5 separate regions of the Mus musculus genome follow, and regions 2, 3, 4 and 5 are each linked to region 1. A link is a contact called in public Hi-C, HiChIP or PLAC-seq and promoter capture Hi-C data. All regions are on one chromosome and are shown on one strand. The core of a region is the stretch at or near the end of the contact, and the rest is flanking DNA. Distances in the headings are between cores, read along the strand shown.

Region 1 (5,734 bases), core at 1,789-4,288:
ATAGTCAGCCTGCCACCAGGTTGTTGGCTGGTCACCTTGGGGAACGGTGCCATATCTGGGGCTCAGTGTTGGTCTCTGCTGTTGGCAGATCTGGTATTCAGTGGCAGCTGTAGCCAGGTCAGCCTTGATGAGTGGAAGTCCGTGTTGCTGAACCCATGCATAACCCCACTATGGGCACTTTGTTCATGTGCCCATTGGGCAATGGCAGGAATGGCTAGAGAAAGAGACTGTCTATCCACAGGATGGGCCATCCTATCTCTTTATTACTGAATTCTCCCTTGCCTGAAGCCACTTTTTGATGAGAATACATGGGACACAAATATCTTCACATCCTTTGCTCATTTGGAGAGATTTATCCACATACTTCTTCCCCAGATATCTTTCTTACCAATTTTCCAATGGTGATCTTTCCAAGTTCCTGACCATCCAATTAATCAGTCCATTTGGCTACAGCCCATGAGTCATTGAACAATGGTATATCTGGTCATTTCTTCTTCCAAACAAACTGTAATACCATGTGTACTGCCCTATGTTCTGCCCACTGTGAAGATTTATCTTCACCAGTATCTTTCAGGGTTGTCCCAGAAAGGGGCTGTAATTCTGCAGCTGTCCACTTCTGGGTGGTACCTGCATAACGCGCAGAGCCATCAGTAAAGTAAACCAGGCCCTAGTCTTCTCTTCCTCAGTCAGCCGATCATAGGGAACCCCCCATGAGGCTATCGATACACTCGTGGCATTGTAACAGGAATAGGAACCATAGGTATTTGGACAACTTCTTCACGTAATTTGCTTGTACCTTCAGGACCTGCTCGGGCTCCGATCTTGTATATACCACTTCTGTTTGATAATGGAATGCTGCTGTGCACGTCCTACTTTATGACTTGGAATGTCAGATAACACCCAGCTCATGATGGGCAGTTCAGGTCACATGGTAACTTGGTGGCCTATTGTCAAACATTCAGTTTTCACTAAGGCCCAATAGCAGGCCAAGAACTATCTTTCAAAGGGAGAATAGTTGTCTGCAGATGTTGGTAGAACCTTGCTTCAAAATCCCAAAGGTCTCTTCTGTGATTCACTTAAAGGAGCCTGCCAAAGGCTCTAAATAGCATCTTTATCTCCCACTCACATCTCAAGTATCATTGGATCTGCTGGATCATATATATAGTCCAAGTGATAGGACAGCGTGGATCTGTTAAAGAGCCTTCTCCTGTTCCAGGCCCCTCACAAAGCTAGCAGCTTTGCAAATCACTTGGTAAACGGGCCTGTGTGATGCATTCAAGTGAGAAAGGTGCTGTCTCCAGAATCCAAATAGACCCATTAAATGTGCTTCTTTTTTGGTGGTGGGAGGGCCCAGGTTCAATAACTTCACTTTAGAAGGAATACCTCTGCATGCCCCACGCCACTGGACTCCTAGGAATTTTACCGAGGTAAACAATCCTAGAATTTTGGCCAGATTTATCTCCCATCTTCTGATATCCATATGTGTGGCCAATGAATCCAAAGCGGTTGCTACCTCCTGCTCCAATCAGCATAGAGTCATCAATATAGTGCACTAGTGTGATATTTTGTAGAAGAGACGGACGATCGAGATACCTTCTAAGTTATGACACAGGGCAAGAGAGTTAATATATCCTTGAAGCAAAACTTGCTGGCCTTGCCAACTGAAATCAAATAGCTTCTAGTGGTCCGTATGGACAGGTACTAAGAAGAAGGTATTTGCTAGATCAATAGCTGCATACCAGGTACCAGAAAATATCTGAATTTGCTCAAGCAAGTACACTGTCTGGTACAGCCGCTGCAGTTGGAGTTGCTAACTGATTTGGTTTCCAATAGTCAACTGTCATTCTCCACAGCCCATCTGTCTTATGCACTGGCCAGATGGGAGAATTAATGGGAGATGCAGTGGGAGCCACCACCCCTGCCTCTTTCAAGTCCTTGATGGTGGCACTGATTTCTAGAGTTCCTCCAGAGATACGATACTGTTTTTGATTCACTATTTTCTTAGGCAGAGGCAACTCTAAAGGCTTCCATTTCAGCTTTTCAAATCATAACAGCCCTCACTCCACAGGTCAGGGAACCCATGTGAGAATTTTGCCAACTTCTAAGTATTGTGTATCTATCCCAATTATACATTTCTGGAACTGGGGAAATGACCACAGGATGAGTTTGGGGACCTACTGTGAGTTGGACATCAGCCAAATCTTCATTAATCACCTGTCCTCCATAAGCCCCTACTTTAACTGGAGGGCCACAGTGTTTCTTGGGATCAGTGTCAATTCAGAACCAGTATACAATAGACTCAGAAAAGTCTGATTGTTCTTTCTTCCAGTGCACAAGTTACTCTTGTAACTGTCTTGTAACTTCCCCTCCCCACCTCTATCTTAAATCCCCTACAGCTCGTAGGTCCTGCTGTGTTCCCTTGCCAAGATGTCTTGTACATCCTGCCTGTCAAAGGTTCCTCTTTAGAGAGCACACTCCTCTGGCCAGGCTTTGGGGACCCTCAGCCTGGTTCAACCTCCACTATCCGTTGGTTTTTGGTCTTCAAACGTATACCAGCTTGATCTGGACTTAAGAACCCTCCTAGTAAAGGAGTCTGAACTTTGAACTGCCATGCTTGGCCCTGGCAAGGACAGTACCAATGTAAACAGAACCAACGGAAAAAGGGGAAAGCGCGAGTTTGAATGAATGGATGGTTTCGTGGGCTCGTCGCAAGCAGCAGGAGGCGCTGCCCAGGAGTGTGTGCCTTGCCGCCAAAGCCGGAGTTCTGCCCGCTGCCCCCAAAAGGGACAGGGCTGGGAACTACGGAGGGGAGGCGACCAGGGTTCGATCGCGCCGCAGTCCCGGCCGCCAGAAAGGATAGGCGAGGAGGGGGAGGGGCGTGCCGTCTCCTTTCATTCTTCCACGCTTGGGTCTCCGGAATGAAAACTGCCCCCAGCCGGGCCAGAGAGAGGGGATGAAAGGCGGCCCCTAGGACCTCTAGTCGAGCCTCGCCCCGCCCAGATTTCAGAAACCGGCCTTGTAGGGGGTGTCACACCACGAGGCTGCGTGAATGCGGGAGACAGGGAGCAGCGTCGCCCCTCGCGCTGTTGCTGCCGCAGGATGCACACTTGGGCTGGCATTGCCCCAACCCAACGTGAGGCCCCGCCCCGTCTCTGGGTTCAGAATCTCGAATCCCTTCTAGCATCTTCCCCTCTCTTCACTGGGCCTTTGGTATGCCCCAGGGGACAGATGTCTTGGGATCTTTAACATTTGGGATGCTGCAAATGCCGAAGTTAAATGAAATACCTCCGGGGAGGGGAGGCCCGGGGGAGCCTTGGGGAGAGGGAAGATGGGCGGGACCAACAGGTCCTGAAGCTGCGCGACCGGCGCGGGGGGCGCGGGGGCAGGCGCGAGGCGCCAGAGCTCGGTGGGACAGGTAAGGCGGAAACTTAGTGAACGGAGCGCGGGAGAACTGGGGGGGGGGGGGGGGGGAAATCGAGCTCCTGAACCTCGGTCTTCATCCTCTGCAGAGGCAGTCTTGCAGGGAAAGGGGGTAATTTTACCAAGGGGTCGAGCATTCCCGAATTTCTACCCCAAAGCTGTTTCCAACGGCCAACCTTTCTCCTTCGACTCACTCCCCCGGCCGGTGGCTCTCCTGGCCAGGTTCCGAGAAGGCAGAAAGCAGGCAAACAAAAGGAGCCGGAGTCCCAGGCCGGCCTAGAAGGAGAGGGCGCGGTGGGGGAGGGGCTGGGGGGGACAGGACAAAGGGGCTTTTTACAGAGAGCCTTAGAGGTTTGATTTCAGGGTGCATCTTCTGTTACCCCTAGTTCTCCACCCTGGCTTAGTTGAGGTGAATACCTTTCCTAGTGGCCAGAGAGGAGTGGAGAAAGAAAACAGATATTCTTCCACCCCTCCTGCCCAGAGAGTCCCCGACTATTTCCCGAGCTCCGCGGCTGGTCATTGATTTGTTAATGCACTAAGTAATTGTGGGAATGCTGGTGGTTGTGCTTTGCTGGGTGCTGTTGGGGTGATGTGGTCAGGTTGAAGGACTTGGTTTTAAAAACTTTGACTCCTAAAGTATCACAGAAACTTCGGGGGCAGCGGAGAGAGCGGAGTATGTTTGGTTACAGGTCTGTGAAAGAGTTTGGACACGAAAGGTTTTGAAGAGATGGCTGTCGTGGAAAGGGCTTGTCTTCCACCTAGATGGGATTCCGGTGCTAGAAAATCTCACTTCCTCGCCTGTCCTCGTAGCCAGTGGCTCTGGGACCTGGGATCAGGGAAAATGGGTGCTGAGTTCCAAGTTAGTTTTAAGCTTCCTCTGGAGAGTGCCCACCTATCCCTTGATGGTGTCTTCCGATAACATCCATCTTGGCAGGAGGACTGTTAGTTAGGTCAGCCTAATTCCAAACCCTAGATTCTAGTGGATTGGGGGGATGCCGAGTTTGGACTTGGTTCAGTGCAAGCAGGTTGGTCTGTAAATCTATTGCTGAGCAACGGATTGATGCCCATCTTCAATGGAAGGCACTGCCAGTGCTGAGTTTCTGCAAAACGAGAGGAAAAAAAAAAGAAGAAGAAGAAAAAAGCTTCATTGCACAGCCTCCTGCAGGAGGCCCGGAGGGTAAGCCTTCCTCCCTGGTAGGTGGGCATCGAAGAGTGAGGAAGCTGCTGATTGGCTCCGGGGCTTGCCTCTTTGCAGGTTGCCTATTTCTTGGGGTGGGCTGTGTGTGTGTGTGTGTGTGTGTGTGTGTATTGGGGGGGTGTTATGTTCTGCTAGAGGGGTTTGGGTTTGTGATATCAGTGACCTGGCTTCTGCTCAAGACTGTTCTTGAAAAGCTGGTTTTCAAGCGCTGAGAATCATTATTGAGAGCCTGGAGGCTTTTCCTGGAAGACAGTTTAAAGAATGTATGTCCCGGTGTGTACAGGCCTTAACCCGAGTTTGCTTTTGGCCCCTGAATTCAGATGAGGTTACCTGAGGCCAGAGTGCTCAGTTGACTCTAAAACTTACACTCCAGGCTGCTGCTGCTGCAGCAGTACCTGTGACTTTCACATGCAGTCGGTTATATGTAAAGAGTTTCATTCATGGGTTGTTTGAAACGACCGGTTGCTGGGTCCTGTTTAATATTAATAACGAAGTATATATGATATGTTCTTATGGTTTCAGAACTGTATTTCAGCATGATTGGGCTTCGTAATTGGTCTCTTTGTTTTATATATGTAAAACTGAGCTATGAGCTGATTCTAGAAACTCCACCACAGCCCCCAGTTGGAACTGGGGGATGGGCCAAGGCAGCTCAAGCCCTTTCAGACACTGGAAGAACACGGAAACCTGTTGGGGGATGGGAGGGGACTGCAGTATTGTGGAGGACTTGGGGGGGGGGCAAGAAAGGCTGTGGGTTCTTTGGGAGGTTCAGAAAACATGCTCCCCACAGTGGGGAGGGTGTGTCCCCGGTGAGGGCCCCTCAGCCTCTGCTTGGAGGAGGTGGTCAGCCTGTGAGACTCGGGCTAGCATTGTTTGGAAAGAGGGTGTGTACCGGAATGTAAAGGTATGGGAGGGGGGTTGTGTCGAGAAGGAACGGTGTTGTTGGTGAAAGGTGGTGGCAGCCTGTGACATAGCTGTGTACAGGAGATGCTTAACAGCCAGCTAGGGCATGGAGTGGGAGCACCGAGTCCCCTGGGGGGGGGGGGGAGGGCTGGGAGAAGGAAGTAGCTTGGGTGTGCATTGAGACCTGAGACCTGGGTCCCAAAGGTGGAGGAT
Region 2 (5,636 bases), core at 2,079-4,578, 230 kb before region 1:
AAGAAACCAAGGTTGGAGGGTCTCCAAAGGGTATTTTCTGTTCCTTCAAGTGCAGCTACTCAAAGGGAACCGATATTTCAAATTCCTTGTCCGGAAAACCAGTGTTTAAACTTTTCTATGGAAAATGTTTAAAATGTTCCCATCCTATAGCTATGTTTTCAGTTCAAATCATGAAATGTCTTTTTTTTTTTTAAATTAAAAAAAAAAAGCATGGGGATAAAAATCTAAGGCTGGCATAAAATATAAACAGTCTTAATGAACCTGGAGGACACTGGAGTCCTCTGGATACTGTTGCCAATTGTTAATACGGGGTGGGGGTGGGGCTGGGGTGGGGTGTCCTTCCTTGCATGAGCTTCCCTCAGTTAAAACCTCCAGGCTTCATTTGCATCCTTCCACCCACTTAGAAAGTCTTCACTTAGTAGAAAACCCGCTATTGCTGGCCCAGCTGTCAGCCTCTTGCCTGAGAATCTGCTTTAAAATCTACCGTGTCCTCCAAACCATCTGTGTCATCAATCCCTCCCTTCCCCTCCCCCACCCCCTCCCTTCAACTCTTCCCAGCGGAGTCTGGAGTCTGCAGCCAGGCCCTTCCTTGGTCCTTTACTACCCCACAGTTGCAGTCACCCATCCTGGGCTTTGCTCCTCCCCTCCTGCGGCCTCTCTACCACCTCTCCCCCTTTCATGGATGTGACGCTTTTGTTAGTTTGACTTTCTTAGGACAACTCACCAGCATCTCTCTCCCTTATCACCACCACATATTTGCTTTAAAACAAAACAAAACAAAAACCTTTATATAACTTATTAACTTACCTCGAACTACTCTTTCAGTTCAAACTCTTTTAAGTTCCTTTGCTGAAATAGTGCTCACCAAATCCACTAAGTTTCCCACATACTAACAACTAAATACTTACAAGTGCCTGGCAGTGGTGGCGCACGCCTTTGCTCCCAGCACTTGGGAGGGAGGCAGAGGCAGGCGGATTTCTGAGTTCGAGGCCAGCCTGGTCTACAGAGTGAGTTCCAGGACAGCTAGGGCTACACAGAGAAACCCTGTCTCAAAAAAAGAAAGAAAAAAAAATTCTTACAAGCAATTTTATTGCACACGCATACACTCATTTATAAGTATTTTTACTTTTTTTTTTTTTTTAAAGACAGGGTTTCTCTGTGTAGCCCTGGCTTTCCTGGAACTAACTCTGTAGACCAGGCTGGCCTTGAATTTAGGGATCTGCCTGTGAGCTCTGGGACCAAAGGCCTGGCCTCCACACCCAGCTGACTTTTTAAAAGTCTTATCAATAATCTGTGACTCGCCAACTGCAATCACCTTTAAAGAAATATTCTATGCCTTCAAAATCAAGTGTGCTAAGCCTCTGCATTTATGAGCACTATGTACCAAATGCAGGTGATACGGTTGATGAATGCCATTCTAGAACATTCTCTGGGGAAGCTATGAGCTTGTGTGGCTCTTTGAAAGGAAAGAAGACATTCCCAAGCACTACAAATCAAAGATTTGAGAGGCGATTGCATGAGAGAATGAAATGACTCACTCAGGGCACCTCCCCCTGCCCCTGGCCACATTAGGTCCAGGCCTCACTCTGTAGCTTTGGCTGGCTTGGAACTTGTTTCGCAAACCAGCCTGGCTTCAAATCCAAAGATCCACCTGCCTCCTCCTCCCAAATGCTGGGATTAAAAGTGTGCACAATCCTGCCTGGCTCGGTTTCTAAAAGAGGTATGTGTTTGTGTGTGTATGCCTATATATGGGTATAAAATATAGATTTTAATTTTGTATTCTATTATAAAAATAACCAGTATAACTACAATCAAAGCCTAAACACTGGTGGGCTGAAGATGTGGCTCAATTATATCTACCTACATGGGGTCTTGGGTTCAATTCCCCGTACCAAGAGAAAATGCCAATGACTTTAAAGACACTGGCTTTCTAGAAGCAGAGTCTTACAGACACATAATGACATGGAATTCTCGGCCTGAGAGCTAACACGCCGGACGTACCTTTTGCTGAAAGGCCTCACGCGCACCGCCACGGTCACCTGACTGTTCTCTACTTTTAAGGAGTCTGGCTCTGTAAAGGTCTTCTGAACTAGACTGTTTTCTTCTGGAGGGAGTGTGCTTTCTCGTGAGCTTTCCCTTTTATTTGCAAAAAGAGAACTTTTGGGCCTCGGTTTAACTCGAGGGCTTGCAATCCTGTTTTTCAGTGTGGATAAAGCTGGGCTTTTCGGTGGAGGCAGGTCATGCCTTGGTGTCCATCTGTGTTCTGGGACACATTTTACCGGGGTCCTCGATTCTGAGCTCGCGCTTCTGAATGTACTGCCATGTTTCGGGATGTCCTTCCCATTGTTTTTCGGTGTGGATAAAGCTGGGCTTTTCGGTGGAGGCGGGTCATGCCTTGGTGTCCATCTGTGTTCTAAAACACATTTCACTGGGGTTCTTGTATCTGAGCTTCCAAATGTACCGACTTGTTTAGCAGTGTCCTTGCCAGCATTCCCACGGTGTGAGTTTCTTCCTCCTGACACTGGGGTATCAGACTTGCTCTCGGTCAGTTGCACCACTAAGTGTCCTGATCTCATAGCTTCAGTCTGACGCTGGGAACCCACAGGCGCTCTACTGTTTGTGTCCTTAACTGTCACCTTTTCATTAGAGGCACCAACGGGAGGACCTGGGTCTTTGCATCTCGTCAACCCGGTGTCGTTGGAGTCTTTCACGGAGACGACAGACGACAGGACACGGGTATCATTATTTACACCCTTTGCTTCTGTCCTCGATGCCTGGGAGGCAGAGTCACTTCCTGGGTTACCTCCCACAGGATTCAATGTCTCCCACTTTCCCACATAATCCGCTCTACCGTGCCGCCGTTGTAACCTAAGACTTGTGTCTGCTGTTCTTCTGTTTCCCAACTCACTTCCAAGTAAAGACGACTCTCTGTCCCCACAAGTAGCCCTTCTCTGGAGGCTCAGTCTCCGGGGGTCAGAGGTAACAGGAGTCTCTCTTGTTTTTTTACAGGCAGAGATAACATAAGTGCTATTTATGTCGATGGTTTTACTTCCAGCATTCACGAATGGATCATGATTCTCACACTCTGACATATCTGCCTTCAAGTGCAGTTCCAGCCGGCTGCTGTGGACGAGGCCACTGGATGCTGAAATCTTCTGTGAAGAAGAAACCTCCAGGCTTCCGATGTTGTGTCTGCTATGCGAAGTGTGTACTGACATCTTGGCAGCAAGCGATTTTTAAGAGGATGTGAAGGATCTAAGCCCTTCAGATCCTTGTCGGGGTGCTGGGCATTTTGTTCTTTTCAGTTTCCAACAAAATATCTGGCCGACTACAAAAAATGAAAAATAAAACGGTTACTACAAACTTTAAAAAGAGAGAGATCTTCCTACTACAGAAGCAAACTCTCAGAGGATGCATTGGACTAAACCACTTCCCACTGCACCTCCACACAGCCTCCTACAATCTCCACCCTCGAAGGACTTCACTTGTTATTCAACAAATATCTACTGAGGGTTCCCTTAGGAGCAAGGCACCCACAGACACTGCAGACTTCAAAGACAGGACCTCCCCATCCTTATTTCCTCAGCTTAGAAGGAGCTTACAGGTGACCTTAATCTCAACAAAGTGATTCAAGAAAGGTCAACACCTGTATGTCAGCATACTTTAAGTGCCCCCAGCTTGGAATCATAGCATCTAGTCTGATTAGTCTGCAGCAAAGTAGGTTTCTGAACACTTGTCAATGTATCCTAAATACAAGAATGCCTACAGAGGAGTTTAACACGATGTCACAAAGGAGGCTACTCTTAAGAAAGTACCACAGACATTATACACTACAAACTGCGTGTGTAGCCAGGTGTGATGGTCCGTGCCTGTGATCCCAGCCTTAGAGAGGCCGAGGTGAGAGACTGGAACTTTCAAGGCCAGCCTGACACTGTCACCGATGCCCACACCCCCTCAAGTTAGACAACTACACTATCTGTCACTTCTTCATTATACAACAAACTAGACAGGCATGCGTTTACACACATATAGGTAAATATAGGCCAACAATATCTGCCAGGCATTATCTAAAACAGAACAGTGCAAATGCCACTCTTCGTCATGCTCCTTAAATGGACGTAAACAACTCTTTAAAATTGAATTCCTGAGTCTACCTTACAAAATGTCACTGATTCAAACTATTTGGACATTGTTACAATCAAGGAACAAATTACCAGAAGCTCATTTTTAAAAGTTTGACAAAGAGACATTGTAGGAAGAAAGAAAGAGTTCGAGTATAAGCATCTCCCGCTAAACTTTCAGTGAAAATACAGAACCCTCCCAATATGAGGTGAAATTAGGGACAATATATCTTTGTCTTAGAAACTAAAAGCCATTTGCTCTTTGCATAGATCAACATGATTTTTGTTTGCAGAATTTCGGCCATCAGATCTCCAAGAGGACTGGAAGGAAGACAAGAGAAGTCGGTCACGACCACAGGCCGAGGCTCCTGGCGACTCTGGCAGTCTTGCCAGGCTGTGACAGTGTACCTGGACCCCTCCAGTTCGCCGCTCCACGCTCCGCGGCGCTGTTCTCGGCTTCCGGGTGGACAGAGCGACGCCCCGCGCCCCTTGCCCGGGACCCTCGGACTAAAGGGGACCGAGCCGCACCACCCACCCAAGCACCCCGGCCTGCTGGGCAAACACCGCAACGCTCTCAGCCCACCGGCTCGCTGGGCGAGCAACCTCAGCGCTCTCAGCTCGGAGGCGCTTCCCACTCCTAAGACCTCGACACTCACCATTCCCGGCACAGGCTCCCGTGGCTGCGGCAATTTGAATGCGCGCCTCGCTTCCTGATTGGTCGCTGGGCGTAGCGTCAAGCGCCGCGCCTTCACTCCTCCCCATCCCCGGAAGTGCAGCTTCTACCGCGAGACACACCCCGCCCTATCTCCTAGGTGACGGCCCGCCCCTCCTCTGGGCGGAATTGGAGCTCAGAGCTTGGAGCTGGGCGGTACCACCAAAGGGGCGGGCACTCACCTGAAGGGTTTTCAGGAGAAGCGACAGTGCCTCATCTATCCGATCCTTTACACGACGATCTGTAGGGAATGACCATGTGCCCCCACGTTAATTATAATAACACTCTGGTATTTCATACTCAAGTCGTTACGTGATGTCGTGGACTAAGTGTTCAGATGAATTAAAGTTTTGTTTTTTAATCCTGAATATTTTAATCAAGTATTAATGTTATGCCAGTCTGTTAATAAACTTGTGAATGATCTGACAAGTAGCAAGTGGTGTGGCTGGAAGTCCAAAGCTGTTGCGGTAAAGGTTACAATAACATTCTGAAACCTGAAAAAAGGTAATCACTAAAACCAAAGAATGATTCTAGCCAAATATTTTTCCAAATTAACAGTATGGAGATAATGGAAATGTATTCTGTAAGAGAGAAAAGGAACCCAGAAGTGCTTTAACTATATGAAAAATTACACGATAAAGTCAGTTTTTAAGATAATTTTTATTCCTTGACAATTTTTTTCTTATTGTTTTATGTATGCATAGGGTGTTTTGCTTGCAAGTAAGTCTGTACACCGTGTGTGTGTGTGTGTGTGTGTGTGTGTGTGTGTGTGTGTGTTTTCCTGATGTCCACAGAGAGCAGAA
Region 3 (5,691 bases), core at 2,471-4,970, 180 kb before region 1:
TAGCTAAAGACCTGAGAGGGAGGAGGGCTACAGAGCGCACAAGGTGAGAAGGGTATGCTCACATCTCTAGTCATCTTCTTGCAAGGCGGAATCTCCTGGTCACCCTGAAGACCCACCAAAGCCTGGCACTTTGGTACCTCAATTCTTCCCTCTCTGCTCTCACACATTTACATCTTTCTTTGGCCAAAGGACTGAAGTTCATGTGTAGAGACGTGAGAGGCGTCCACATCCTACTTTCTGCCTTAGCTCTGTTTAACCATCTTGTGTTTGAGCTGTGCCTTTAAAGTACTTTCCCTCACTGTTTCCTCTACTGTTCCTTCTTTCCTTCCTCTCTCCCTACACTCCTCACTCTGCTTGCCACTCGCATAGCCCACAGGCTCACCAGGACAGGTTGGATATCCTCAATCCAGAAGTCTGAAACCAGAATGCCCTTTTAAATACCAAGACTTTTGAGCACCAACGCAGCTTACAAAAGTTTCAGATCTTGGGGGGTATAGGGAAGAGCACTGGCTTTTCTTGCAGAGGACCCAGGTTTCATTCGCAGCACCCACATAACAGCTCACCACCTCCTACAGCTCCAGTTACAAGAGATCCAGGATCCTGTTCTAGCCTCCAAGGACACAGGCACATATGGGGCACGCTGACATATGGTCAGGAAAACACCCGTACACGTAACTGAAATTATCATTTTTGTTTCTAGAGATTCAGAGTCTGGAACACTTTGTATTTTGAATTTCTGAACCAGGGATGCTCAGCCAGTGAAGTCTATGCAAATGTTCTATAATTAGAAAAACTCCCAAATCTGAAATCCTTCTGGTTCCAAACCATTTCAGACGATGACACTTGGCATGTACGAGGAAAATAAACATTCAGTATTTGTGAAATTGTGTGTGAAAATGCTTTATTCACTATTTCTCATTTTGTTTTGCTTAAGACGGGGGTCTTACTATGTATAGCCTAGGCTGTCTACAACCCTACAACCATCAGGCCCAGCAGTACTATTTAAAGATGAACTGCGGGTTACACTTAAGAATATACTGCCAGGCAGTGGTGGCTCATGCCTTTAATCCCAGCACTTGGGAGGCAGAGGCAGGTGGATTTCTGAGTTCAAGGCCAGCCTGGTCTACAGAGTGAGTTCCAGGACAGCCAGGGCTACACAGAGAAACCCTGTCTCAAAAAGCCAAAAATAAAATTATATATATATATATATTAAAAAATAAGAATATACTTTAGGGGCTGGAGAGATGGCTCAGCAGTTAAGAGCACTGGCTGCTCTTCCAAAGGTCCTGAGATCAAGTCGTAGCAACCACACAGGTGGCTCACAATCATCTATAAGAGGATGTGATGCCCTCTTCTGTCATGCAGGCATACATGCAAATAGAGCATTCAACTCATATAACTAAATAACTAAATCAATACTTTAAAAAAAAGAATATACCGTGACATGCTGCAACTGCATTATAACTTTAATATGCTATGCCCGTTCCTCCAAACCCCGAGAGGCTTAGCTGACATAAGCTACGGCTCATCCATCTGGTAAGCAGGGTTTTGCCTGCAGATCAAAACTTTGTTCTTTTATAGAAAAGCTGCTAAAAATAAAATGTCTTGTAAGGAAATTAATTTTTAGACCTGCCAGGAAGAGAGATCTTTGGTTCAGCAATAAAAGGAATATTCTTTGAAGTGATGTTTTCACACACGAAACAAAGCAAAGTCACCGGCACCTTGGTGACTTAATTCGCAAATGCTAAGCAGCAGCGTGCAAGTTTATCAGTTACACACAATGAAACTCGGTAAATCCCGCGTCTGTTTCAGAGAGGAAGACATGTCAGATTGGTAAATTACCTCAGAGAAAGCTCGGATAATAACAGGCAGGAGAAAAGCAGCTGTTTTCCCTGAGCCAGTGTCAGCGCTGGCCAGAATGTCCCTTCCCAGGAGCCCCACAGGAATCATCTGCATCTGGATGGGGGTTGGCACTTCGTAGCCTGATTTCTTCAAGTTCTGATTTAAGGTCTCAGGGAAGCCACAGTGCTCGAAGTCGATAATGGGCCTGGCAACGTCTTGTCCTTGAACTGAGATTCCTAGCTGCTGTTTAAGGGTTTCAATCTGGTCCTCCTTGAGGGTCACAATAAAGGGGTGCTCTTTGTAGACATAAAAGGCATCCAGTGGGGACTCTGGCTCGGCAGCCACTCTCTGTGGGCTGCTGGGTCTTAATGATCCTTCCCCTTCCTTAACTTGTAGCAGATGCTTCGCTTTGCACTCCAAGCTACACACGTCTTCGTCCGTCTTGTCACAGATATACTCTCCATAACGACCGCAGACGACACATACAGGCTCCCCAGGCTCTGGCCACCGCTGGGTTTTAGAAAACGACTTTACAGGCTCTTCAGATGGGTGGCTGTCCTTCACACCCTCATCAGGTCCTGTGGAAGAAACCTCAGCCAACTGGCAAGAAGGACTGTTGGTGCTTGATGCATGGCCGGGCTTGTCTGCTGTGACAGCTTCCTCAGTGACTGATGTGTGGACCGGAGTATCTCTGTCTCCCTCCACCTGAAGGCCTCCTGCTTCTGGCTTGCTTTTTTTAGCTTCACCGCTTTTGAGGTCATCATTAGAACTCCTCTTGATTTTCAAAGATCTTGGAACAAACATTCTTCAACATTCTGTTGAGGAAATTGCACCATGAGATATATTTTACCCTCAATTAAGCTCCCATGTTAGCCCATACGATGTTGTGTCAGAGAATTTTACTCAGGGCAATAGTGAAGCCGTCATGTCCCTACTTAAGCCAACTTCCACTTATCAATTTCCTCTGGGGGAAGGGATACAGTCTTTTTCCTCAGACACTGCCCTATGAAACACTGCCTACGGTTCCCCACAACCTTGCTGTGCACGCCACCTGTTTCTGTTGACCCATCACTTGTACTATTATGGAGCAGGTATTATAGAAATTCTACAGCATATCCTTCAATTGCATTTTCACACAAGAAGATACTTCACAATTAAGAATCTTAAAAAAATCAAAACAACAGTTCAAAAGGGGAAAATGCAATTATATTTATATACATAAGAGTGCTCATTCTCCGTCGTTTTTTGCTAATCTTCACAACCTGGGAAAGTAGGTCACTGCAACCCTAAGTTCATATATGTATATATTTACATGATATACATATCAGGTAGCATAATCGATACATGTATATTGAATGATTGGGAATGTACTTCAGTGGTAGAGTGCTTTGCTAGCAAGTGAGAGTCTGAGTTCCACATTCCAAAGAAAAACACTGATATATACACACACACAGAAGCAGATGAAAACTCCAGCCACCTAGGAATTAAGTTTATTTATTCAAATAACAATTCCTAAGTGTTAGAAACCAAGTATTCCTGCTCTGGAGAACAAATTAGTGATTGGGGAAAGAATGTTTAACATTTTGGGACCATGAAATAAACTTAATTTTCTCAAAAACAAAACAAAACTTAAGAAATCGCTAGTACCCATTTTCTATTAAAAAAAAAAAAAACCAACAAAAAACATGGCACCCAAACCGCCTGAAGCTTCTGAGGAGCGGGAATGGGTGGGGCGCTCGGGGCGGCAGAGCCGACAACCTCCTCCTCCGGCTCCAGGCAACGCCCGCATCCCGCGCATTCCCGCCCTCCCCACCCGCCCGCGGGCCCGCGCTCCAGGCACGCGCACGTCACGAGGACCCCGGCGAGCGGCGTGACTTAGTCCGCAGCCGCCGTCCAGCACGCAGGTTACGCCGGAGCACAGGAGCGGGAGCCGGAGGCCCGAGGCCCGAGCTGCCAGGGCGGCGCACGCTCACCCGCGCGGACCGGGCCGCGTCCGTTCCCGCTCGGGCCGCTCCGGTCCAGGCGCAGGGCCGAGTTTCCGGCCGAGTAGCCGGGAAGCTCCGCAATCCCAGCCAGGGTTTGAGGGCCCCGCGCCTGCGCACAGCGGGAGGCGGAGCTTCATCTGGCCACGCCCTCGCGGTGACGCGCTGCGGAGGGCGGTGCACAGGGTAGCGGGCAGATGTGGGAATCCTTTTGGAAGGCTCTAGCATGGAGTAGGCTGGTGAGAAAGGATTGCCAGGAAGGGCGGGGCCCTCCACGCTTAGAAAGTGGGAAGTTTGAGTGGGCCAGGAAAACCTCCTGTCAGATACTGAGAATAACTCGAGAATCCGAGCAACTTGATATGGCGTAGTTAATATGCCAAATATTCATAGATGCAGCACTCCGCCCCGCGCTGTGTAAACCAAAACTAAAACCAACCTTCAAAGTCTCCCTAGTTCCAACGGGTGGCCTTCACTTTGCCAACTTCTGGAACAGCCTGACAGGTCCCAGGACTTGCACTTCTGTTGGGGTGGGGAGGAAGTTGGACAGGAGAAGCAGGGAAATAGAGGTGAGGTTTTGGGTGTTATTTTTTTTTGAAAGATACATTTCGACCCAATATTTGATGCATACAAAATTAATTTACCAGCTACGTTAAGTGTGAAAATACTAATAAAACAAAACTCTGACTTTTATGTTGGCATTAGTAAATTAATAAACGCTAAAGCATTTCTGTATCGGATTCTACTTGCTTCGTTATGGTGTGTGGGTGTGTGTTCAGCTTGCCATTTTTGGTAGATACATTTGGCTGACAATGTTTTGTTTACCTTTTGAGCGTTATAAAAATAATGCATACCATATATATTTATGTATGTGTAGCCTTCCAGTATTTGCTTTAAAAAAAAGATTTATTTTATTTATATGAGTGCACTGTAGCAGTCTTCAGACACACCAGAAGAGGGCGTCAGATCTCATTACAGATGGTTGTGAGACACCATGTGGTTGCTGGGATTTGGACTCAGGACCTCTGGAAGAGCAGTCAGTGCTCCTAACCGCTGAGCCACCTCTCCAGCCCCAGTATTTCCTCTATTAACTTTTTTTTCTATGATTCACTGAAATGTACTATAGAAATTAACTTTACTGGTCAGATAAATGGGATACTGTTCCTGTCAAGACTGTACTTAGTTTCATAACACATGTGAATATGGGATCACGTTACATCCTTTGTCTATAGGACATACAGTAAATGTGTGCATTTTTCTGAGTTTGAAGGTTATAAACTTGCACTCTTACCTGAGTTTGCTGACATGTAATTTGCCTATTCCCAATATAAATAAATACTTTTGAACTTAATGTATATTCATAACTTTATTATTTTTTCTTATTTTGGTCTTCTAAGAAAGGGTCTCATGTCTGGCGTTAGACTCATTATGTACCAGAGTATGGCCCTGAACTTCTGATCTTCCGCTTCCACCTTCCAAGTGCTGGAGTTAACTGGCATGTGCCACATGGCCAGATTGTATCTTTTTATTTAAGTCTCTTCCAATCATATAAACTCCTGCCCCTACAAAGCCAGGCCACACCCCTGGTAATTGTAAACAAGGCCCCCAGATCACTGTCGTTGCCTCCAATAGAGAATCCCCTTTGTCCCTCGGAGGTGCACTGTAAGGTCAGAGGATTTAGAGGTGTTCAGCTTTGACTTTCTCTCTAAAATTTTTTAAAATTGTATTTGTTACTTGCAGATGAAGGTCAGAGCACAACGTTGGGAAGCCAGTTCTCTCTGCCTCGGTGAGGCAGCATCTCTTGTTCCTGCTATGTTGTGCATTCCACATAGATCAGTGCCTCATTCTGCCATCATCAGATAAAGTTTTC
Region 4 (5,309 bases), core at 2,520-5,019, 210 kb before region 1:
TCCAGTTTCAGAACTCACTCTACTACCAGATCTTGGTTCCCACCCAGCGTTTAGGAGCTTCTATAATCCCAAGGCAAATATCCCCAGATTCCAAAATGGAGGAGGGACATACAGCATTTCCTCTGTGATTAAAACCGGCCTTCTGTGAGCAGATTCCTCACTTGCCTTAGTTTTGAGAGCGCTCATCAATGACACATCGGTTCTCATTGCCAGCAGTTAATTATTCGTATTATGTTCTAGGAAGTTCTGATGAACTGCCCGATCCTTGAGCGATGGTGTTCAGGACTGTTGAAGCATACAGTCAGCCATGGCAGATGGTTGGAGCACGGAAGCAGGAGGTAGAAAGATGGAGGGTGGACTCTGATAAAGGAGGGGTTCAGACAGCAGCCAGAAGAGCTCCTGCTTGATGCTGTCAACAGGGAGAAACTAAACGATTCTGAGTAAGGAAACTCCAGAGAATGAGTTAGAATAAATCTCTGGAGCTGTACGGCTCTGGTTAGAAAGATCCTGGGCAAGCAGGACGGCCAATTCAAGCATTGCTAGGATGGTTTAGTTGGGAGGCAGGGGTCCAGGGCTTCACCAGCAACATCAAAGTATGAGCATTTTGAAAGCAAACCAGACAGGACTTGGTGACTCCGTTGATATGGAGATCACAGGGAGGTTATTCAGTGATGACGTCATGGTTTGAGCACGTCTGATGGAGCGGCAGTACCACCGGCAATGTGGAAGTCAGAGCTGGACTTCATGTTCGGAAGATGCTGAATCTGGCTTCAGGGATGCTGGATTTGAGCCCCAAAGTTAAAGGGATACATTGAAGATAAATAGTCAGGGCACAAGCAAGCAGACGGGATTATAAATAGTGCACCCAAAGTGAGCAACCCTCATCTGAAAATCCAAATTCTGAAATTCTTTGAAACTTTTAACCTGACATGATGTCATAAATGGACAATTTCATACTTGACCTCACGTGATGAGTCTCAGTCAACAGAGCAGTCTGAAAATGTACAAAAACTACCTCGAGCCACTCGAGGTATGAGTGAAACGCAAATGAATTGGTATTCCAACGTGGGTCTCATCCTCAAGACAGCATTATGTATGTGTAAATATTCAAAATCCAAAACAACTGAAAACCCTTCAGGTAAGGGCCACCCCAGCAGTATAGAAGTTTCAAATATGTCCAATGCACCCCGAATTCAACAGCCTTCTCTATAACCAGCATCTAGCAGCAGGGAGGAGCCCTTCTTGGCTGATCTCTTTTATCTATATTTTATACCCCAAGAATTCTAAGGTAGGTTTGAGATATGGAAATAGGAATTGGAAAACATGAACCGCAGAAAATAGAGATTTGCAAAGACCTCTGAGAACCAAGATCAAGATCAGGATAGTAGTTAATTTATGCTAATTGAAAAAAATTGGCGAAGCTCTATAATTGGAACCTAATTATCCGCAAGCAATTTTACCAAGTTTTTTTTTCCCTGAGATGCAAAGAGAAAAATAAAGATAGGTGAACCTTTTGTAAACTCAAAATTCATTTTAAAGGTCACTCTGGTCTCACGTCCTCTTTGTGATCTGGTCCAATAATACCACAAATCCTGCGTATTATAAAATAACTCCTGGCACCAGCAGCCGAACCAGAGAAGTGTGTTTACTTTACTAACTACCTTTGGCTGGTTTCCGCACTGTGGACCTTGGGCCTCCGGGGTCATTGTGAGCAAGGCAGGGAGACGACAAAGAGTCCTATCTCTGTGGAGTCAGTTTACTTCAAGCTGCCAGGAAAGTCACCTGGAGTGACTTGTCCCCTCAAGCCCCACACCCACGTTAACAGAGGGAATTCTGTGTTGTCTGCGGAAAAGAGAAATGGGGTCTAAGAGGCGCTAATATGAATCCCAGAGCAGAGCATATCCCAGTAGCACTCACCCACCACCAGACAACAATGAGGCCCCGTCAGAGCATGAGTTAGGAAGTTTGGCTTAATTTCTTAAATTATGCTGATAGTGGTATGTGGCAGTGTTCTCTGTTAAGATGTTATGAAACCATAACCAGACACACCCTTTGACTTTCTGAAAAAAAATCTGACTTATAGAATGTGTTTAGTATTAGAAATTCTAAAAGAAAGTCACTAAAAGTATCTTATAAACTGGGCACCTGAGTAATTCAAAGTCTACAGGCCCCTACATGTAATTAAGATGTTGGCTACAGAAAAGCTGTTTGCTTCAATTCTGCAAAAACAAAACAAAACAAAATAACCAAGAAATCAATTCAACACCTTTGTCATGTAATTACTGGAAAAGAAACGACTGTATATATTTTAGTTACTTCAGCTAATTCATAGTTTGAACTGTGCACTATTTTTTTTACATAACTATTAAAATGTTTATAATATAGTCCATTCCTGCTGTTTCTTAGCAAGATCTGGCCCTGTACACGCTTCCTTCTTGTTTTGCTTGGCATGGTCTTTCTTGTATGGAATAAGGATAGTAGATGGTAACTTTAAAAATATCCACTCTAGGGCTGAAGAGATGGCTCAGCAGTTAAGGACACTGACTGCTCTTCCGAAGGTCCTGAGTTCAAATCCCAGCAACCACATGGTGTCTCACAACCATCCGTAATTAGATCAACACTCTCTTCTGGTGTATTTAAAGACAGCTACAATGTACTTACATATAATAATAAATAAATCTTATAAACAAAAGTATATCTGCTCTGCCCTGCCCTGGCTACTGACGGTTTCTGGAAGAAGTGTATGTGTGTGTGGGTGGTTGGGTCATTGTCTTCAGCTGTGTCCCACTGATGGACTACAGAGGGAATTTTCAAACCTATGGTCTCACAGATGGCCCTGGTTAAACTCAGTGGGTCACAAAACAAAACAGAATGTGAGGAGGAGACCAGAAGGCAGAAAGGGGCTTGGCAGGGGGTTAGGGGGAGAGTAACCAGAAAGCATCATATCATTATATTTGTGTGTGTAACTGTCAAAGAACAAATTTAATTACAAGTCTATCTTTAATCGGGGAACATACTACCAACACTCTGGCCAGTTTAACGTTCTGATCTATCAAACAAAGAACCACAGCACTGCAGCACCTCAAGATGGTGGAGTGGAAACTAGCGTAGATGTGGAAGAAAAGGACATAGACGCTGCCAACATTTGAGATTCAGAGCAGGAAGAGCCTGAAGGTCTCACACCAACAGTGGGGTCTCTCCCTGAGGGGGTGCAAGCAGTCAGCTCGGTTCTCACTCACCTACGTCCTGCAAACCCAACGCAATTGAGTATTGATCTTAAAGCGGGGTCAGCAGGACCTGGTTCTATGAGGTCAGCAGGCAGCTGAGAGGCCGTTTTGAGCACAGCAATGATGGTTCAGAAGCCAACTGAGCCTAGGTGACCAGTGAGGTTGCATTACCGCTTCGTGGTACTCACTTTTGTTTAAATACATTCTCATCATTTGCTGTTGCTTTCTTTGGTTTTTGAGAGTCTTACTTTGTAGGCCAAGTTGGCCTCACACTGGCTGTCATCCTCCTGTCTGTGGCTGCTAAGTGCTGGGATTACAGGCATGAATGAGCCACTACACCTAACTCTCCTGGAATGGTTGATCTGTAAAGCCAACTTTTTACTGGCTACCCTATTTTCACTTATGAAACAACTTTGAATCTAGTTTAAAACAATCAAACGGTCCTGCTGTCCGGAACCGACAGCACTTGGTCCACATTCTGTGCAGTGCCCTGAGTTCAGCTTTGCAGTGTTTTTTGCTGCAGCACTTGGCCTCCCTTGTTCCCTTCACATCATAGGCATGTACACGTGCACACAAAGGTCACTAGTTAGTGACCTCTCCCTAGCCTCAGGGACGACGCCTTGGCTCTCAAGCTAAGTGTCAATATTTGTCTGACATACAACTAAATCTTCCTAATAAATGTACCAATTTCTCTCTCTCTCTCTCTCTCTCTCTCTCTCTCTCTCTCTTTCTCTCTCTCTCTCTCTTTTCGAGACAGGGTTTCTCTGTGTAGCCTTGGCTGTCCTGGAACTCACTCTGTAGACCAGACTGGCCTTGAACTCAGAAATCCGCCTGCCTCTGCCTCCCAAGTGCTAGAATTAAAGGCGTGTGCCATCACTGCCCGGCAATGTACCAGTTTTTAATGGGACTGAGGTACAGATGTACAGAAGTTGGTGTCTAGCCTCCTTCTGCAGTTTAAAATGACGATGGCCCACAGAGGCTCACATATTTGGAAGTGGAACTGATTGGAAAGTATATTTAAAAGCTGCTAACCAAGCCAAAGGGAAAACAACCGGGAACACAGCTAAACATGTTGTGCTTCTTTTCAACACGCTTCGGAGCATTTTTCACGATCGCAACCATTCACTTTCTTCCTAAGCATTCAACAACAACTCTGATGCGGATGAGCTGCCGGGACTGGGAGCCACTGGATGGAGTGAGACCCTGCTGGGCAAGCCCTGACTCTGCAGCCCAGCTCTGGAAACTGCGATTTAAATAATGGAAAGTGATGGCCAGAGGAGACTGTAGCACTGTTAGCAACTCACCTTCTGATTTTGTTTTTAAAATACAAGGACTGAAATAAATAACGATATTGCTGTATAAATTTTATTAAATTTAAAAAGATCTTATAGAGTCTTCTGTCCTTGTCCAAGTTTATTGACTAGGTCATACAGTATTATTAGAAATTTTGGTGATAACGCATAACAAGCCCATGGGAAATGACAGACCAGGTCATTTCTGTGAACTGCTCTTTTCGTGTTTCCTAATAATGTCCATGAGGTTGGCCCCCGTGACCAGGCTGTTCTGTGTCTGTCTGTCTTTCTGCTGTTCCTTTCTCTTCTGCTCATGAAGGTAAGGGGAATTTAATAGCTGTGGCGGGAGAATGGATCCCGTGGGCTTCACTCTTTTGGCAACATCCCAGAAGAGTCTTTTAGAGTTGTTATTGATGAATGTGATTGCAGTTCCATTTTGACCGAGTCTCCCAACTCTGCCAACCTGGGAAAACAAACACACGCACACACACAAAAAGACATTTCCAAGTCTCATTCATTTCAAGAGAAATGAAGATTGTCATTAGAGTTATTAATGCAGAGGTATTTATACAGCTTAATATTTATTCAGATAGGGTTTCTTTCCTTTTTTCTTTTGTCAGCATGTATGTGTGTGTGTGTGTGTTTGTATGTGTACATGCATGTGTGCATGTATATGTGTGTGGGTGTGCAATCCTAATGGTGTTCTGTGGATTGTGTGTTGGATATATTAGTATGTTAGTGAGATCAATTAGAGGACCAATGCTAACATATACATTTCTTGCTAACTTAT
Region 5 (5,397 bases), core at 2,856-5,355, 180 kb after region 1:
GGGAGCCTTAGGCAAAAGCAGCCTTTGACCCTGAGTGTGTCCTCTTCTCTTGGGACTTCACAATAGATAGTTAGATTATAGATCTTCCCAGGTGGTTAGTATGCCCTGGAGTGCTGACTTGCCTGGTGATGCTGGCCAGCTTGCCCTCTTCTAGGGCACTCGCTATGGTATGGAATGGTCTCTGAGCTTCAGGTTTGACTGAAGCTCTGCAGCTCCAGGCTGCAGTACTATGCAGTAAACCATTCTGTTTTCAAGCTGAAAGGTCATATAACCGCTAAGGTGTGATTTGATATTCTTAAAAGCAGGCAGCTTCTTGCAAAATAGTGAACTCTGTGTGTGTGTGTGTGTGTGTGTGTGTGTGTGTGTGTTCATGCACACACACATAAGTGCTCATGTGGGTATGTACATGTTCATGCAAGTGTAGGTGCATGTGTACATGTGTGTACATGCATGTGGAGGCCAGAGGACAACCTGGGGAGATATCATTCTCCAGGAGCTGTTCGCCTTGATTTTTGAGCTAGAGTCTTTCACTAGGAACTAGGGTTCACTGATTCCACTGGGAAAGCTGGCCAGTGAGCCCTGGGGATCCTTTTGTCTCCACCTTCCCAGGGCTAGGATCATAAGCACACACTACCAAAAGCATTCAGTTTCTTAAAGTGCACATGGAATTAAATTATGAAGTCATGAAGCAGAGGGTGGGCCAAGAGTTCTCCCTAAGTCCATGGACACGGGTAATTGAGCTTCTTTTGTAGAAGACCCCAGTGGCACACAGCAGCATCTCTGACAGCAGAAGCTGCACTGCCCTGCCTTCGTTGAGTCCCACTCCCCTTCCATTCCAGGAACTCTGTTATTTCCATTTCCAGCAAGCACACATTTAGCACCCAGCTTCTCCCCAATTCAGAATAGATTGCCATGGAAACCAGCCTGAGAAGAGGCAGAAAGAGGCACTCTGGCCCTGGATATATGCAGATTGGCCTCCTCTCGCCAAACTCTGTGGTTTCAGTGCAGAGAAAAGCCCTGGAGTATGGGACTCCATTGAACTGTCCTGGTGTGTGTGTGTGTGTGTGTGTGTGTGTGGGTGTGTGTGTGTGTTAGTAGAGAGGTAGCTGAGCGCTCCTGGATGCTGAGCAAGTATCTCACCCTTGAGTCATATCCCCTGTCAGCTATTTGTTTCTTAGTAGACTTCTCTAGAAGTGTGCCACCCTGTGAATACATCTAACAGAAAGGGGCTGGATACATTAAGGATACATCAAGATCCAAGGGCTGGAGAGGTGGCACAGTGGTTAAGAGTGAGTACTGCTCTTGCAAAGGACCTGAGTTCAGTTCCCAGCACCCACATTGGGAAACTCATAACTGCCTTTAACTCCAGCTCCAGGGAATCCAATGGCATCTTCTAGCCTCTGAGGACATTATAAGTACCCACTCAGAGTCACACATGTAGGCAAAGAATAAATAAAAATATTTTTTAAATGTGCTTAAGAGCAAGTTCCAAAGACAGTAAGACCAGGGTATGAGGCCTGGACAGGAAGACCAGGGTATGAGGCCCTGTTGGAAGCTTATATGGGTGCTACCCTGCATGATGTACCTAGATTCCAGGGTTTTGTTTTATTTTTATCTATCTATCTATCTATCTATCTATCTACCTATATCTATCCATCCATCTATCTATTCATCTATCTATCTCATTTATTATCTATTTTTTAGACTAATATTATACCATAGAGATCACTGTAAAGATTCAATGATTCAAAGATGAAAACCACTCACTGCAGAATTTGCTGTGTTGCTGGTGAAGGGGCAGCAGAGAGTGGCACTGTAGCCCTGTAATGCCCTTTCTACAGATTTCTATATCATATGCCCCTAGCAGCTCAGTGTAGGCAACCTTCTGGAGTCTATCCAGGGAAGGAGGTTCATGCTCAGCACCCCTGGTTCACCTTGCTGAGGCCCAGCCTTCCACATCTGTCTTGGTACCACTTCTGAGAGTTCTTGGGAAAGCGCCATGAGTTTGCACCTGTTGGGTGCTTGGCACTGTGAATATTGTCTGACAGCTATCATGGAATTGGGCTGAACACGTTTAGTCTGGGAAGCTTCGGGGCCACTCAGTAGCTCAGCAGTGAGGACGCCAGTCTACGCTGTGAGGGAGCCACGGTAGCAGCATCTCCCACAGAAACCAAGTGACTCCCAGGCTGGAGCTGCAGAGCTTGAGAGGAAGGGTGGGAAGGCTTGCTTACCAGGCCGAGGTTCAGAGTGTTGTTGTCATCCTCTGGCATGGGCAGGTACACTGCCAGGGCCACACAGTTGGCAAAGATGGTGAGCAAGATGATGGTCTCGAAGGGTCTGCAACCAGGGTTAAGGAGAGCCCTGGAGCCATCTGTGGGATCTGTGGGGTTGAGGGCATGAAATTCCTAAAGGCCAGTCTGAATAGTCACTATAATGCTAAGAGAGAGTCATGTGGCGGGGGGCTTGTACCCCAAAGTGGCTCGGGGGTAGGGTTGGAGTTTGATTATGTTCAGGCTGAGTAGGATCGGGAGAGGGGGAAATGGGAGGAAAACCAGATTTTCAGAACTATGTGTACACACTCATGTGTGCAGGCTTGCACTCCCAGGACACCCTCCCCCCGTACGCCCCAGAACTATGTGTACACACTCATGTGTGCAGGCTTGCACTCCCAGGACACCTCCCCCCCATACTCCCCCCCTCCAGCAGCTAATTCATGAGGGCACTCTGGGTGCCACCCTTCCTGACTGGCTGGTCATTTAGAAAGCAAATGTGAGGAGGGAAAGCCAGGCAGAGTCCTTGGTGCATAGGCGGGGTGGGGAGCGAAAGGCACGCTATGTAGACAGATTTGGATAAAATCCTGTTTTCATCCCAGAAGCTTCAGCTTTTGAAGAGAGATGGGGGATGAGGGGGGGAGTAGCACAGAATAGATCTGTAAGAGAGTGGGCTCAAGAAAAGGGATGCCCTGCCAGGGGAAGCTGCTCTCACCAGAGAGGGCAAGGAGGAAGGGGGCTGGACGTGATGTGGCCTGGCAGAGTGTAGCAATGCGGATCAGACTCGACTCCAGACCCGCTGTCTCTCCATGGCTCCCGTATCCTTCCAGCTACTCCTCATTCTCCATTTTCCCAAGGAACAGCTGATGGAATCCCATTCCTCCAGAGCACGTCAAAAATATTTCAAATATTCCTGACTCTCTCAGAACCCACTCAACACGGGCCTCCTCTCTGCAGCCCCTCCTTACTCCCCCCAAATAGCCCAGATATTATCATTGTTATTTCCAGAACAAACCTAGAGAGAGATTGAGGTCCCTGTCCCCCAGGGTACTACTTCTGAGCTAAAACATCCAAGTTTGCTCGCCAGCATCCAGGAGCCAATAAGAGCAGGCCTCCCCTCGAATCCACTTCTCCAGTTCCATTTGTAACTGGGACTCTAGCCAGTGGAAGTTGTCCCTGGACTGTCAATCGTTTTCCACTCTCCCTCTGTGGAGGATTTCCTCAGGAGCTGCTCCGTCCTTCATCTTATTCAAAATCTTGGGTGGTACCCCCATGATGACAGAGACCTGAACACACTTAGAAAGACTCCTAAGAACACAGGCCCTCCACAAGATGCTCAATAGCTCAGTGGCTCTCCCCTATGACCCGAGAGTTGTCCTCAGGCTCCGAGAAGCCCCTTTCCATTGTGGCGGAGACCTCCCTTCCTGCTTTCGCAAAGGTTCCTTTTGCTGGTCTAGGTGTAGGTTCACCCCTTTCCCAAGAGCCTGGGTCACCCTGATGCTAAAAGTCCAAGCTTTGTGACCACCCCGTACCTTCCACCTCTGCCTCCCACCCACTCCCTGCTCCATCTCGCTCAGGTGCTAGAAAGGATACTTCCATTCCACGATGCTGATGCAGGCCTTCCTCAGGGGGTTCTGTAGAGTCAGGCAGAACAAGGCCCGCGGGGGCCTCGGCAGAATCTCAGGAACAGGTTTCTTCGGCTGCTTCTTCCTCAGGCCCTCGTCCTGGGGTGAGGGCGGCTCCATGGCTTTCCCTGACACCCCTCTCTTCCCCCAGCCCACTGCCCTCTCCTCCCTGTGTCCCCAGTGCCCCCACCTTGGGGACTGGACCTGACTGAGCCTATCCTGCTGAGGCAGGCAGACGGGTCGGGCGTGGGGGCGGGAGGATTACTCTCTCTGCTCCCAGCGAGTAAAATTAGCCCCTGCTGCCCAGCCCAGGCTCCTGCGGCCAGGCAGCTGTCATTCCTTCCAGTCCAGCCGGTGACATCCCCATCTGCCCCCGAGGAGGCAAGGGCTGGGTGTAAAGGGGTGACTTATTATATCCAGGCTTGAGACGGGGTAGGGGCAGTGGGAGACAGGAAGGCTTCACAGCTGGGGCAATGAGGGTCAGGGAGAGGAACCCGTGGAGTAGAGCCACAAACTCCAAACAGGTTCCTTAGATGGAGATTAAGTTTCTCCCCACCCCAACTCCGTGGCTCTGTCCAGAGAATGTGTTGGGTGGTGGCCTAGCTCAGCATAGCTCCACTCACACCAGTCTCAGTGTCTGTCAGGATCTGCCCAGGACCCTCTCACACTTGCCGCCCCCAATGCCTTCTTCTGGCAAATATGGAGCCCCTCTCCTACCAGAGGGAAAGGCTCCAGGCAACCTTGAATGTGCACTGCTCTCACAGGGCCCCTGGTCCTCCAATCCCTCACTAGACAATGTCTGTGTGCTTTCTCCCTAGAACCCTGGCCTCTCCCATATTCAGTCTCAGCATACACACTAATCTCTCTGGAAATGTTAGGTGACTGCACCAGCTAGCAAACATTGCAAGGTGGAGGGTGGGCATAGACAATAATTCAGGAATCACAAAATTCAACAATCCCTTTTTATTTAGTCCTTGATGTAAACACAATGTCAGTGGACCCTAGAAGCTTACAAGTCTTGGGGTGGGGGAGGCGTTAAGTCCAGAAGAGACTGAAGGGTGGGAGAGGGGAGGTGATCACTCGCTGTCAAGGAAGCCAATGGGCACCAGCGACCTCTCCCTCCCTCTCTCTCTCTCTCTCTCTCTCTCTCTCTCTCTCTCTCTCTCTCTCTCTCTCTCTCTCACACACACACACACACACACACACACACACACACACACACACACTTCCCCTAAGTCTGTCAGCTCCAGGGTGCTGAATGCAAGCAGCTGCCTGTCTTCACTTCCCTCGTCCCTCCCTCAGAATTCCTGCTCTTTAGAGGCCATCAAGCTCCTCGCTAGTATTTGAGGCCATCTTGTGGAAGGTTCAGGCATAACAGAAAGTGTGGCTGACTTCCAGGGGACTTGGTGTGGTGGACAGCAGAGCTTCGCTGAGGCTGGTCCAGGAGCTGTCCAGGGCTCTGCTCCTCACCGCAGACATCAGCTCCTGGGATCCGTATCTCG

What was found. Hi-C and Micro-C count contacts between places; a contact is called where the count stands out from the background. HiChIP or PLAC-seq counts read pairs in DNA pulled down with a chosen protein or histone mark. Capture Hi-C pulls out chosen DNA fragments and counts their contacts.
Region 2: a contact with region 1 is called in an H3K4me3 HiChIP or PLAC-seq map of the SCID.adh cell line, with 32 read pairs. The contact joins the promoter of Kif14 here to the promoter of Inava in region 1. A contact is called at or near these places in 9 of 39 promoter capture datasets (Sertoli cells, cranial neural crest, embryonic stem cells and 5 more), 4 of 15 datasets of contacts at CTCF or cohesin (the NIH/3T3 cell line, large pre-B cells, pro-B cells and 1 more), 14 of 484 Hi-C or Micro-C datasets (the N1E-115 cell line, bone marrow-derived macrophages, cerebral cortex and 7 more), 34 of 115 datasets of contacts at active chromatin or transcription factors (the NIH/3T3 cell line, the SCID.adh cell line, bone marrow-derived macrophages and 22 more) and 3 of 9 other capture datasets (adipose tissue, liver and pancreatic islet).
Region 3: an H3K4me3 HiChIP or PLAC-seq map of the SCID.adh cell line shows a contact between it and region 1, with 24 read pairs. The contact joins the promoter of 9230116N13Rik here to the promoter of Inava in region 1. A contact is called at or near these places in 7 of 39 promoter capture datasets (the 3T3-L1 cell line, the HPC-7 cell line, cranial neural crest and 3 more), 6 of 484 Hi-C or Micro-C datasets (embryonic stem cells, epidermal suprabasal cells and pre-B cells), 15 of 115 datasets of contacts at active chromatin or transcription factors (the NIH/3T3 cell line, the SCID.adh cell line, craniofacial prominence and 6 more) and 4 of 9 other capture datasets (adipose tissue, embryonic stem cells, liver and 1 more).
Region 4: a Hi-C map of liver shows a contact between it and region 1, with 2.2 times the contacts expected there. The contact joins the enhancer-like site here to the promoter of Inava in region 1. A contact is called at or near these places in 1 of 39 promoter capture datasets (neural stem cells), 4 of 15 datasets of contacts at CTCF or cohesin (the NIH/3T3 cell line, large pre-B cells, pro-B cells and 1 more), 11 of 484 Hi-C or Micro-C datasets (the G1E-ER4 cell line, the N1E-115 cell line, bone marrow-derived macrophages and 6 more), 26 of 115 datasets of contacts at active chromatin or transcription factors (the SCID.adh cell line, bone marrow-derived macrophages, craniofacial prominence and 16 more) and 3 of 9 other capture datasets (adipose tissue, liver and pancreatic islet).
Region 5: a promoter capture Hi-C map of liver shows a contact between it and region 1. The contact joins the promoter of Cacna1s here to the promoter of Inava in region 1. A contact is called at or near these places in 10 of 39 promoter capture datasets (3T3-L1-derived adipocytes, the C10 cell line, the HPC-7 cell line and 7 more), 2 of 15 datasets of contacts at CTCF or cohesin (the NIH/3T3 cell line and large pre-B cells), 7 of 484 Hi-C or Micro-C datasets (the MNK3 cell line, bone marrow-derived macrophages, cerebral cortex and 4 more), 14 of 115 datasets of contacts at active chromatin or transcription factors (bone marrow-derived macrophages, craniofacial prominence, embryonic basal ganglia and 8 more) and 2 of 9 other capture datasets (adipose tissue and liver).

Annotation. Positions count from the first base shown.
Region 1 is chr1:136,231,584-136,237,317 of GRCm38.p6, reverse strand. It overlaps Inava (innate immunity activator), which reads left to right and starts at 3,038. Exons shown (of 10, transcript NM_028872.3): 1 at 3,038-3,415. The coding sequence starts at 3,213. It also overlaps the pseudogene Gm3878.
Region 2 is chr1:136,465,540-136,471,175 of GRCm38.p6, reverse strand. Kif14 (kinesin family member 14) reads right to left here and starts at 3,328. Exons shown (of 29, transcript NM_001287179.2): 1 at 2,002-3,328. The coding sequence starts at 3,218.
Region 3 is chr1:136,413,548-136,419,238 of GRCm38.p6, reverse strand. 9230116N13Rik (RIKEN cDNA 9230116N13 gene) reads left to right here and starts at 3,720. Exons shown (of 3, transcript NR_024328.1): 1 at 3,720-4,390; 2 at 5,562-5,691. Ddx59 (DEAD box helicase 59) reads right to left here and starts at 3,968. Exons shown (of 8, transcript NM_026500.3): 1 at 3,816-3,968; 2 at 1,843-2,657. The coding sequence starts at 2,646.
Region 4 is chr1:136,439,426-136,444,734 of GRCm38.p6, reverse strand. It overlaps Ddx59 (DEAD box helicase 59), which reads right to left. Exons shown (of 8, transcript NM_026500.3): 8 at 4,515-4,982. The coding sequence ends at 4,719. Among named protein-coding and RNA genes, the nearest start is that of Kif14, 26 kb to the left of the region's middle. Within about 2 kb of position 3,769, at least 4 of the 459 cell types and tissues checked have an H3K27ac peak or open chromatin away from gene starts, as enhancers often do. A contact at or near this core is called in liver, where this site is marked.
Region 5 is chr1:136,051,519-136,056,915 of GRCm38.p6, reverse strand. It overlaps Cacna1s (calcium channel, voltage-dependent, L type, alpha 1S subunit), which reads right to left and starts at 4,105. Exons shown (of 44, transcript NM_001081023.2): 1 at 3,864-4,105; 2 at 2,232-2,337. The coding sequence starts at 4,015.